Regions from separate parts of the Rattus norvegicus genome. Here region 2 is linked to region 1. Evidence: chromatin contacts called from public Hi-C data. All regions are on one chromosome and are shown on one strand. Each heading gives the region's core, a stretch centred on a gene start, on an enhancer-like site or on the middle of the called end of the contact. The rest is flanking DNA. Distances are from core to core; before and after follow the strand shown.

Region 1 (4,532 bases), core at 860-3,359:
ATAAAGGTCTAGAGCACAGACCCAACGGCTCAAAACATGTAAACTGGTATGTCTGGTGCTTGGTAAAGCTCCTCGTAGACTCTAGCGTGTTGTGCGTGCATTCCTGGCTCACACATTATTATTAATGAGAAATGCCTTCGTTTCTGGAACATTTATCATATGCTAATCCCTGTGCTCCTTGCAAAGCCCCTTGGAGGTAGAGAAGACATGGGTTCCATTCCAAAGCGAACCCTGAGAAGTACCACGGGTGGTGTGGCGGGGAGCCTGAGCTTGTCCCCTGTGAACTTCCTAGAGCACTACCTGAACTCCTGTCTCTCAGCTGCTGTTTTCTGTGTGCCAGTGTGCCCACTGCCCTGCCAGGCAGAGTCTGCAACCCCACTGAGCTCGCCCTGAGCTGGCACTGATGTCTGCCAAACACAGTGGACTCTGAGAGACCCAGATTGCCCTTTTCCCTCTTAGGAAGTACCTTGTGTCCTGTAAGCAGGCGGAAATGGCCCTGTCTGTTCCCTGGGATCCTAGCAACCAGGTATATCTCTTTGTTTGAAAGCCCACTGGGTCCTTTTTCTTTCCTTCGGCCAGAAGAGTTTTGGAAAAAAATTCGCCAGTCCAGGGTGGTGGACTGCCCTCTGCCCTTCTCCATGATTGCTGTTCACACACTCGTGTGTGCTCCCTCTTTTGTAAGAGGGCGTGGCTGCTTAGGGCTCTATGTGAGGGCCCTGGATCCCCTTTGCCAAAACCCAGCTCTATACCATATCTGCATAGCCCCACAGGGACCCCTGGGGCAGGAGAAAGTAGCATCTGTGTCCTCTTCTCAGGTATACCTGAGCTATTACAACGTGTCCTCTCTGAAGACGCTTATGGCCAAGGATAACTGGGTGCTGTCTGTGGAGATCAGTGAGGTAACCGACCCACCTTTCTTTTCCTTGCAAGCATCAAAAGCATTTCAGCGAGGTCGTGACGCCACCCAACTGTCTCCAAGGGTTCTGAGTGAAGCCCCTAATTCTTCCTGCCTGCCACCTTTTACCCACCCTTGAGCCCCCCACCACTTTGCATGGCCCCCTTCCTTCCCACTTACTCCTTTGGGTCCAAGCACAGCAGATCACTGCAGAAGTGGGACAGGGAGCATTGTGCCTTTCTTGTGCTTGTCACCTCCCCACTTGTCACATTAGGGATGAAGCCAGACTCTGGAGTTCTGCTGCCTCAGTTACTGCTTCTTCTTTTCTTAAATAATTATTTATTTTTATGTGTATAGTGTTTTACCTGGGCATGTCTGCGTGCCACAGGTATGTCTAGTACCTAGGGAAGCTGGAAGAGGGTATCAGGTGCCCTAGATTGGAGTTACCTGCCATGTGGGTGCTAGGTATTGAATCCCGGTCCTCTGAGCCATCTCTCCAGCTCTGACCACTGCTTCTTAAAGCAGTGCCTTCTGTCTGTTCACACTGAGCTCTGTGAGAGGTCCATTTTCACAGGGCTGTGACTAAGTCTCAGGGCCATTCACTCACTTCTTCAGTCAGACAGCAAGTCAGCGGCAGCCCTGACTTCCAGCGGACAGATGCCACCAGCAGCGTGGTTTGGGGCTGTGGTGAGGCTGCCCTCTGTGCTCCGCAGGTTCGCCTGTACATCCTGGAAGAGGAGTTCCTGTCCTTTCACTTGGAGATGGTGGTAAATGTGGATGCCGCCCAGGTCTTTCAGCTGCTCTCAGACCTGAGCAGAAGACCAGAGTGGGACAAGCATTGCCGGTGAGGGGCCAGTGCTAAGAGAAAGGTGGTGGTGGTGGTAGTGGTGGTGGTGATGATGGTGGTAGTTGTGGCGGTGGTGGTAGTGGTCGTGGTGGTAGTGGTGGTGGTTGTGGTGGTGGTGGGGATTGCCTGCTGATCCCCACAATGCTTTGCTCCCACTGGCCTTCAGCTGTGGTGGGTCTGGCTATACAGTTCTGTGTTAGGTGGCAAAGTCATGGGTATGTGGAAGCCCTAGGGAAGGGACTGAGCCTGGAATTCGACCCGGAGGCTGGAGTTTGAGTCCCGCATCTGTTTTGAATAGCTTGACATTGGTTAGGACGTTTCTGACTTGAGGACGCAGGGACTGAACTCAGCAGACACGGTGGCAAAGTGCCCTACCCATTGAGCCAACTCATGGGGTTGGGAAAGTTAATGTTTACAGCGGGTCTGCTTAGCATCCTCAGGGTCATCGTCTTTTTTGCTGGAGCCGTGGCTCAGTCGGAGCTGGCGTTACAAGTGCTTCCCTAGGAGGCTGGATAGACTTGGGGACTCAGCTGCACATCACCAGCTGACTTCCCACGAGTAGCCCACTCCTCCTGAGTCTGTCCTCAGCAGAGTGATTACAGCCATTCATGCCCCGGCTTCCTGCCTAAGCTTTCTTCCCTGGGAGACGGCTTAGTAGATAACGTACTTGCACACAAACTCGAGAACTTGAATTTTAACCCCCAGGAACCATGTAAAGCTGGACATGTAGCTCTTGTCTGCAGTCCCAGTGCTCCTTCTGAGATGGGAGAGAGACAGGAGACTCCCTGGAACCCCTAGGGCAAAATTAGTCTGACACACACACAGGCAGACAGCAGTGACACACCTGAGGTTGTTACCTGCAGCGCAACACTATGTGACTACCTGCCCTCCAACACTCATACTTGTTCATGTGCACGCACACCCGTGTACACACAACCAACCACACGTGCATAGAACAAGAGATCAAGCAAGTGGCAAGAAGGGAAAGAACTGTGTTGCTTTAAAATACTGTGTATGAGTAACCAGGACCTGCGAGCAGGGCATTCTGGAACTGAGAGGTGACTGTTGGTATCTGGGCAGAGGATCCGGGAAAGGTGGGCTATTGTGAACCAAATCAATCTTCACTAAGAATGAGTGACCAGCACACTCCCCTAGGCCTGCACAGCCAGCCTGCTCCCAAGCCAGCCTCTGTGCAGCAGGGGGCTGGGGGAAGTGTGGCTGTGTCCTCATGTGTCTGTGGGTACCAATATCAGTCGATAGCGATATACCTACACACTGGAGACTCACTGGACAGTATGCACAAAGACCAAATCCTCGAACAGCTGCTTGGGGGCGTGTGCCCCTGCAGACAGATCTGTGAGTTTGGTGGTGTCTGTCTGGGTGCCTATGTATGCATGCTCATGTTTGAGCCCATGCCTGTATGTAGCTTTTTGTGTTCCTGTGACTGTTTCCTTTCACATTGCTTTGACAAAACACCCTGACAGAGGCAACTTAAGGGAGAATGGATTTACTGTGGCTCACAGTTCCAGGTACAGTCCACTGTGGTGGGGAAATCAAGGCAGCAGAAGCTCGAAGCACTTGTTCATAATGCATTCACAATAGCAAGACAAGGAGGGTGTAGGGCGGTCAGATGCATGCTGGTGCCCAGCTCATGGTCTCCATTTCCCCTGCCCAGTTGAGATGAGTCTTTCTACATCAATTAATAATCAATCCCCTACAGGCATACCCAGAGGCCCATTTCCCAGATGATTCTAGACTCTGTCAAGTTGACAGCCAATGCTGTCAGCTTGCAGACTTGTATTTGCTTGAGTCAGTGTGTTTGTGTGTATGTATGAGTGCTTCTGTAAATGCATGTGCCTGTGTATCTGCTCTGGTGCTGTGTGTATAGACAAGCATATGTGTACACACTCATGCATGCACATATCCTGAAGGGTCCCCACCCTTCCTCTGGCCCTTCTGTGCTGTGTAGAAGTAAGGAACCCATTCCAGGGCTGCTCAGGAGGCTTCAATCTGCAGGAGCCTGGCAGAGCTGGTCCCCATAGAGAGCTGCTGTGACCCAAGTCCTGACTTCAGCCTCCCAACAGGAGTGTGGAGCTAGTGCAGCAAGTGGATGAGGATGACGCCATCTACCATGTCATCAGCCCTACCCTGAGTGGTAACACCAAGCCCCAAGACTTTGTGATCCTGGCCTCTAGGAGGAAGCCTTGTGACAGTGGGTGAGTGCCTGCTTTCTGAGGAGTTCAGTAGAGGTGGGGAGGCCTCATCTCCCTCTCCTGGGAAAAGCAGCGACATGGCAGTCAGAGCTCTGCTGCCCACTGGTGGTGGGACTCAGAACCCATGGCAGCAAGGGCAAACATTGAAAGCAAGGCTGTCTGTGGCTTTGGCCACAGATGGGGATACCTTTCCTTGCTCTCTGGAAGCTTGTGGCTGTTTCCTGAGGCATGGATGTGGCATGGATGTCTTTTTCTGGAGACAAGGACCAGAAGAACGAAAACCCCAAGGTACACAGGTCTGTGGGGCTCCAGGGGCCTGAAGCCGATGCTGCTACCACAGATGTTCCCTTCCTACAGCTGATCCTGAGCAAGGCATCCTCCTGTGGGTGATCTCTGACTCACTCTGACCCTGATTCTCCTCCAGGGACCCCTACGTCATTGCCCTGAGGTCTGTCACACTGCCCACGCACCGTGAGACACCGGAATATCAACGTGGGGAGACTCTCTGTTCAGGCTTCTGTTTGTGGCGTGAGGGGGACCAGTCGACTAAGGTAAGGCCTGACGTCCTCTCTACCCT
Region 2 (4,532 bases), core at 713-3,212, 45 kb before region 1:
GAGCGACCCTCTGGCCCTGGCTTGGGCTTTTGAAATCTTAAAATCTACCCCTAGTGACACACTTCCTCCAACAAAGTCACACCTCCTATTCCTTCTCAAATAGTGCCACTCCTTGATGTCCAAGCATTCACATGTATGAGCCTATGGGGGCCATTTTCATTCAAACCACCACAGTCAGCAAGCACCCTTTTCTGTGCTGAACCATCTCATGCCTTGCTTCATTTTTTGTTTCATAGACAGGGTCTCCCAGTGAACCTGGAGCTCACCCGTTCTGTGAGATAGGCTGGTCACCAAGGGACGTTGTATATCTGTCTCCCTAGTGCTGGGGTTACAGGTGCCCAGCAGTGCATCCAACTTTTTTTACATGGATGCTAAGAGCCAAACTCAGGTCTTCATGCTTGGGACAATAAGCACTTTACTAACTGGGCTATCTCCCCAGCCTCTACCTCCATTCATAAAATATTTATTTTTACTATTTTTAGTTAGGTGTAGGTATGTGTGTCTGCATCTGGATATGTATGTGTGCATGAAAGCAGATGCCGTGGAGCTCAGAGACATCGGATTTCCTAGAGCTGGAGTTACAGATGGTTTTGAGCCATCTGACATGGATACAGGAACCCAACTGGGCTCTTCTAGAAGAGTAGCAAGTGCACTTAACCGCCGAGCCATTTCTCCAGTCCCCATCCTTCTTTTTTTCTTTCTCTTTTTCTTTTTCTTTTTCTTTTTTTTATTGACAGTGTCTATCATCATATTATAGATCAGGCTGGCCTGGAACTCAACATGTAGCCTAGGCTGGCCTTGAATTCATGGCCATCCTCCTGCCTTAGGTTCCTGAGTGTTGGGATTACAGGCAGTAGTTAGTACAATTGGTGCTCATCCTTCTGTCTTTCAGGTTTAACTTCAGTTTTTCATTTGCAGATACACAAGTGTGCAGATTGTTAACAAGAACTCACAAGGAAGGACGCACAAGTCCTTGATTCCTAGAGCCAAGGCTTTGAGAGAGAGAGGACTTGCCCAGAGTCCTGGGCATGGTAGCGAACTCAGGGCCTTTGGAAGAGGATGTGTTAATAACTGTGTGGTGAATGAAGCAGAAGCAGGAGGCAGAGGAAACTTCTGCTCATCTGTTCCCATCTGCTCCATACTGGCCGTGGTGCCTCAGATGCACACCTTCCCAGCCCCAAGGATCCTTCCTGTGCAGCACAGAGAGGATCAGCAGGAGGCCTGAATCACAGCAGAGGTTTGGTGGTCCAGGACTTGTCCTCAGCCATCTGGTCACCTGTTCCCTTGGGTCTTTTAAGTCCTGCCCAGTGTGTGTCGAGTCCTCTGCCTCAAACCTCTTGCAGAAGTGACAGAGGAAAGGCAAAATCCTGGAGGACTTCACTCCTTGATGGCCACGGGTGCTGCATACCACGTGGCATACCGGGTGTACTTTGGCACGTGCCTCATTTAAAAGAATTACCTGCTTATAAGGAAGTGACTGCCAGAGCCTAGTGTACAGATCCAGTTTAGCATTTGCTGGATGTGGACAACCTGGGTCCAGGAGTTAAGCTAGTGGGCAGCACTCCGGAAGGTGAAATCCTGGCAGGTGGGTCTGGTGTCTCTCTAGGAGGCCTTGGCAGCTTCCTGGCATCCTGCTACACTCCAGCCTGCCCTCTTGTGGATGGATGGAATCCCTGGCAAGAGATCTGGGATCTCCATTCTGTTAGGCAAGGACAGGGGGTAGGGGGCTAGAATGGGGGCTGGAATTTGGCTGGGTCCAGAGCCATAAAGACAGTCTGGTGGTGCCAGTAGGTGGGTATCAGGCCCCACGTGGCTGTGGCCCAGCTGGCAGGTGCTAGGGTGCCTTCTGTGCTGGGGTTGGAGGGGGGGCACAGAGGGAGGATTGAGGAGAGGCCAGGACACGGGGCGGAGATATTTACAGCTGGCTCCGGAGGGCGGGGAGCTTGGGGGAGGAGCCAGGAGAAGCCGGCTGCTTTTGGAGCTGCTGGACGCTTGGGACTCAGGTGACCAGCGGCCCTTTAGAAGCCTACAGACCCCCTCCACAGCGTGGCAACCCAGCAAACGGAGCAGAAATGATACAGAATGTGGGCAACCACTTACGAAGGGTATGAACTGTGGGTTAGGGTGGACTGGGAGACAAACAGGTCTCCTGGTGTGGGGCCCAGAAAGTAGATGCTGTCCTCTAAAGTCGGATCTGCATCTTTAGTCTCACTGTCTGCTGTCTGTATTGTTGTCTCCTTTAGAAGGAGAAATCGCAGAACATGGACTTCTTAAGTTATAGCTAGAGTCTCTCCAAAGAGCCCCAGGGACCTACAGTAGGGCTCCCTCAGGCTGGCAGTCTGTGGTTGGGTAGAATGGAATCTTCTGTAGCAAGTTCTGCAATTCTGTTTGGTTGAGTGTAGATGTGTATGTTCTGTACACAGTCCTGCTGCTGTGTGTGCCTTGTTACAATCTCGCTGCTGTGTGTGTGTGTGTGTGTGTGTGTGTGTGTGTGTGTGTGTGTGTGTGTGTCCCTGTGTCCTGTGCACAATCTTGCTGCCATCTGTGCTCTGGGCTCTGTGCCTCCTACTTCCACAGCTCAGGATTGGAGGCTATGGCCCTGACAGAATTTACGACGTGAGGGCGTGTGTGCACAAGGCGAGAACAGGAGAGTAAGTCACACAGCCATGTGAGAGAGAAGGCCATGTGGAGATTGTCCTATGCTATGACCTTCGGAAGTATTTTTTCCTGGAACCTCCTAGCCGGGACTTTGGAGTTGAGATAGGTGCTGAGGTCCCAGGAACACCCAAGCACACAGTGGCTCATTGGGGGCCTTTGGCCTGGTGCCTGGAGAAGGGCTCAGGACAGGCTGTCCCGCCAGTGCTGAGCAAGAGTATCTGCCAACCGAGGTCGTTGTTGCAGAAGAGGCCCTGGGGCAAATACACACCTCACTTGTCCTTTCAGCCCAGCAGCACCCTTGCCCAGCCCTGGGCTCTTTGCACTCTGAGGATCTCAGCTCCTTCCATCCGCTCTCCCACTAGAGGTTACTTACCTCTGAAAAGTTAGCTGTGGCACGTGCCATCCGCTCAGACTTACCAGGCAGGCTTACCCTAGCTCTCTTTCCATGCCTCACCATCCATCCCTCTGTGTTCGCAGCAGCACTGCAGGGGCTGGCTTTTTCCGTTCTTGTGGGCCACCTTGGCTTTCTCTAGCTGCTGTGCATTCCGTACCTCCCGCCAGTGACCTCGGCCTCCCTGCACCTCCGTCAGCCTGCTGTCTCTCTTGGCAGTTTCTTCCTCAGTCCTCAGATTCAGCTGGGATGCTGCCTCCTCTGGAAAGCCTTCCTAGGTTTCTCGTGGCACCATGCATCTTTGTGAACCCTGCTCTCACTGGGATGGAAGATTGGGTTATATTTCTATCTCTCCTACCCCGGGGAACTTTACGAGCTGTCCTCGGTGTACCCAGCCCTGTCAGAGGCCAGGGGATACCTAGGTTTCTTTGCCATGCCCAGGATGGAATCTGAGCTACTGGGTCTCTTGCTTCTGTCCCCTAAGCCCAGGGTGGAGTATCTCCATGCTCTGACTTTGCCAGGCAGCATGCTCAGAGCGTGCACATGCTAACGCGCTCAGTTCAGTGAGGCAGGCCCACTTTATCGTCCCTGTGCTAAGGCTAATCTTTGCTGTCAGCTTGGCTGGGTTCAGAATCTGGTTGTGTCTGTGCGACTGTTTCCATAGAGGTTTAAGTGAGGAGGGAAGACTCACTCTGAATGTGGATGGCAGATTCCTATGGGCTGGACTCCATAACAAGGGGGGGGGGAGAAAAGATATCTTGGTAACAGTGTTGCCTCTCTGTGCTTCCTGTCTGTGGACACAGTGTGACCACCTGACACCATCATTTCCTTGCCTTGATAGACTGTGTTTCCTCAAACCGTGAGCCAAGCCGAGCCCGCCCCTTCCTTCAGCCAGTTGGTTAGGTATTTGGTTATAGCAGTGAGAAAGTAACCAGTACTCTCCCCACCCTGACCCTCTCTCTCCACACTTATCCCGGATGAGAAATAACTTAGGCTCAGAGGGGTCAGCAGCCTGTCTAGGGTTGCAGAGGCAGGAAATGGCAGAGCTGGGATTTGAACTCAATGGTTCTGGTTCCAGAGCTTTCTGGACACTAGGCTTAGCCAGGCAAAGGCTGGTGAGCAACATCCCAACCTCGAGTCCTGACTCAGACTCAGCTAGCATCCAGCCTCTGGTGATGGAACTGCGTGTTGGATGTGGAAATTATGCCCCAGGGCCTCAGGGACTTCACACTAGCTAAGAATGATATTGGTCACCACCTTTGAACTTGTGCCTGGTTGGCACATCTTGACTTTCCATGGCGTCTTCTTAATTTCCTTTGCTCCTGTGGGAAAAAGGAGAGTTTGGGGGCATTTTCTTTCTTGGGGACTGAATTATTTTTATTTTTATTTGAGATAGGGTCTCATGTTACCTAGGCTGGCCTCAAATTTGATGACGATGTTGTCAGAGATGACTTTGAACTTCTAATCAGTTCTGTTCAGTTGT

Evidence for each region. A called contact is a pair of places that touch in the nucleus more often than the background predicts.
Region 2: a contact with region 1 is called in a Hi-C map of kidney, with 2.5 times the contacts expected there. The contact joins the promoter of Acot11 here to the enhancer-like site in region 1. A contact is called at or near these places in 6 of 12 Hi-C or Micro-C datasets (the A7r5 cell line, the Rat2 cell line, Schwann cells and 2 more).

The regions. Positions count from the first base shown.
Region 1 is chr5:126,757,253-126,761,784 of GRCr8, reverse strand. Acot11 (acyl-CoA thioesterase 11) reads left to right here. Exons shown (of 16, transcript NM_001271383.1): 11 at 460-526; 12 at 816-899; 13 at 1,609-1,739; 14 at 3,827-3,958; 15 at 4,380-4,506. Among named protein-coding and RNA genes, the nearest start is that of Fam151a, 16 kb to the right of the region's middle. Within about 2 kb of position 2,109, at least 1 of the 93 cell types and tissues checked has an H3K27ac peak or open chromatin away from gene starts, as enhancers often do. A contact at or near this core is called in kidney, where this site is marked.
Region 2 is chr5:126,801,937-126,806,468 of GRCr8, reverse strand. Acot11 (acyl-CoA thioesterase 11) reads left to right here and starts at 1,962. Exons shown (of 16, transcript NM_001271383.1): 1 at 1,962-2,105. The coding sequence starts at 2,073.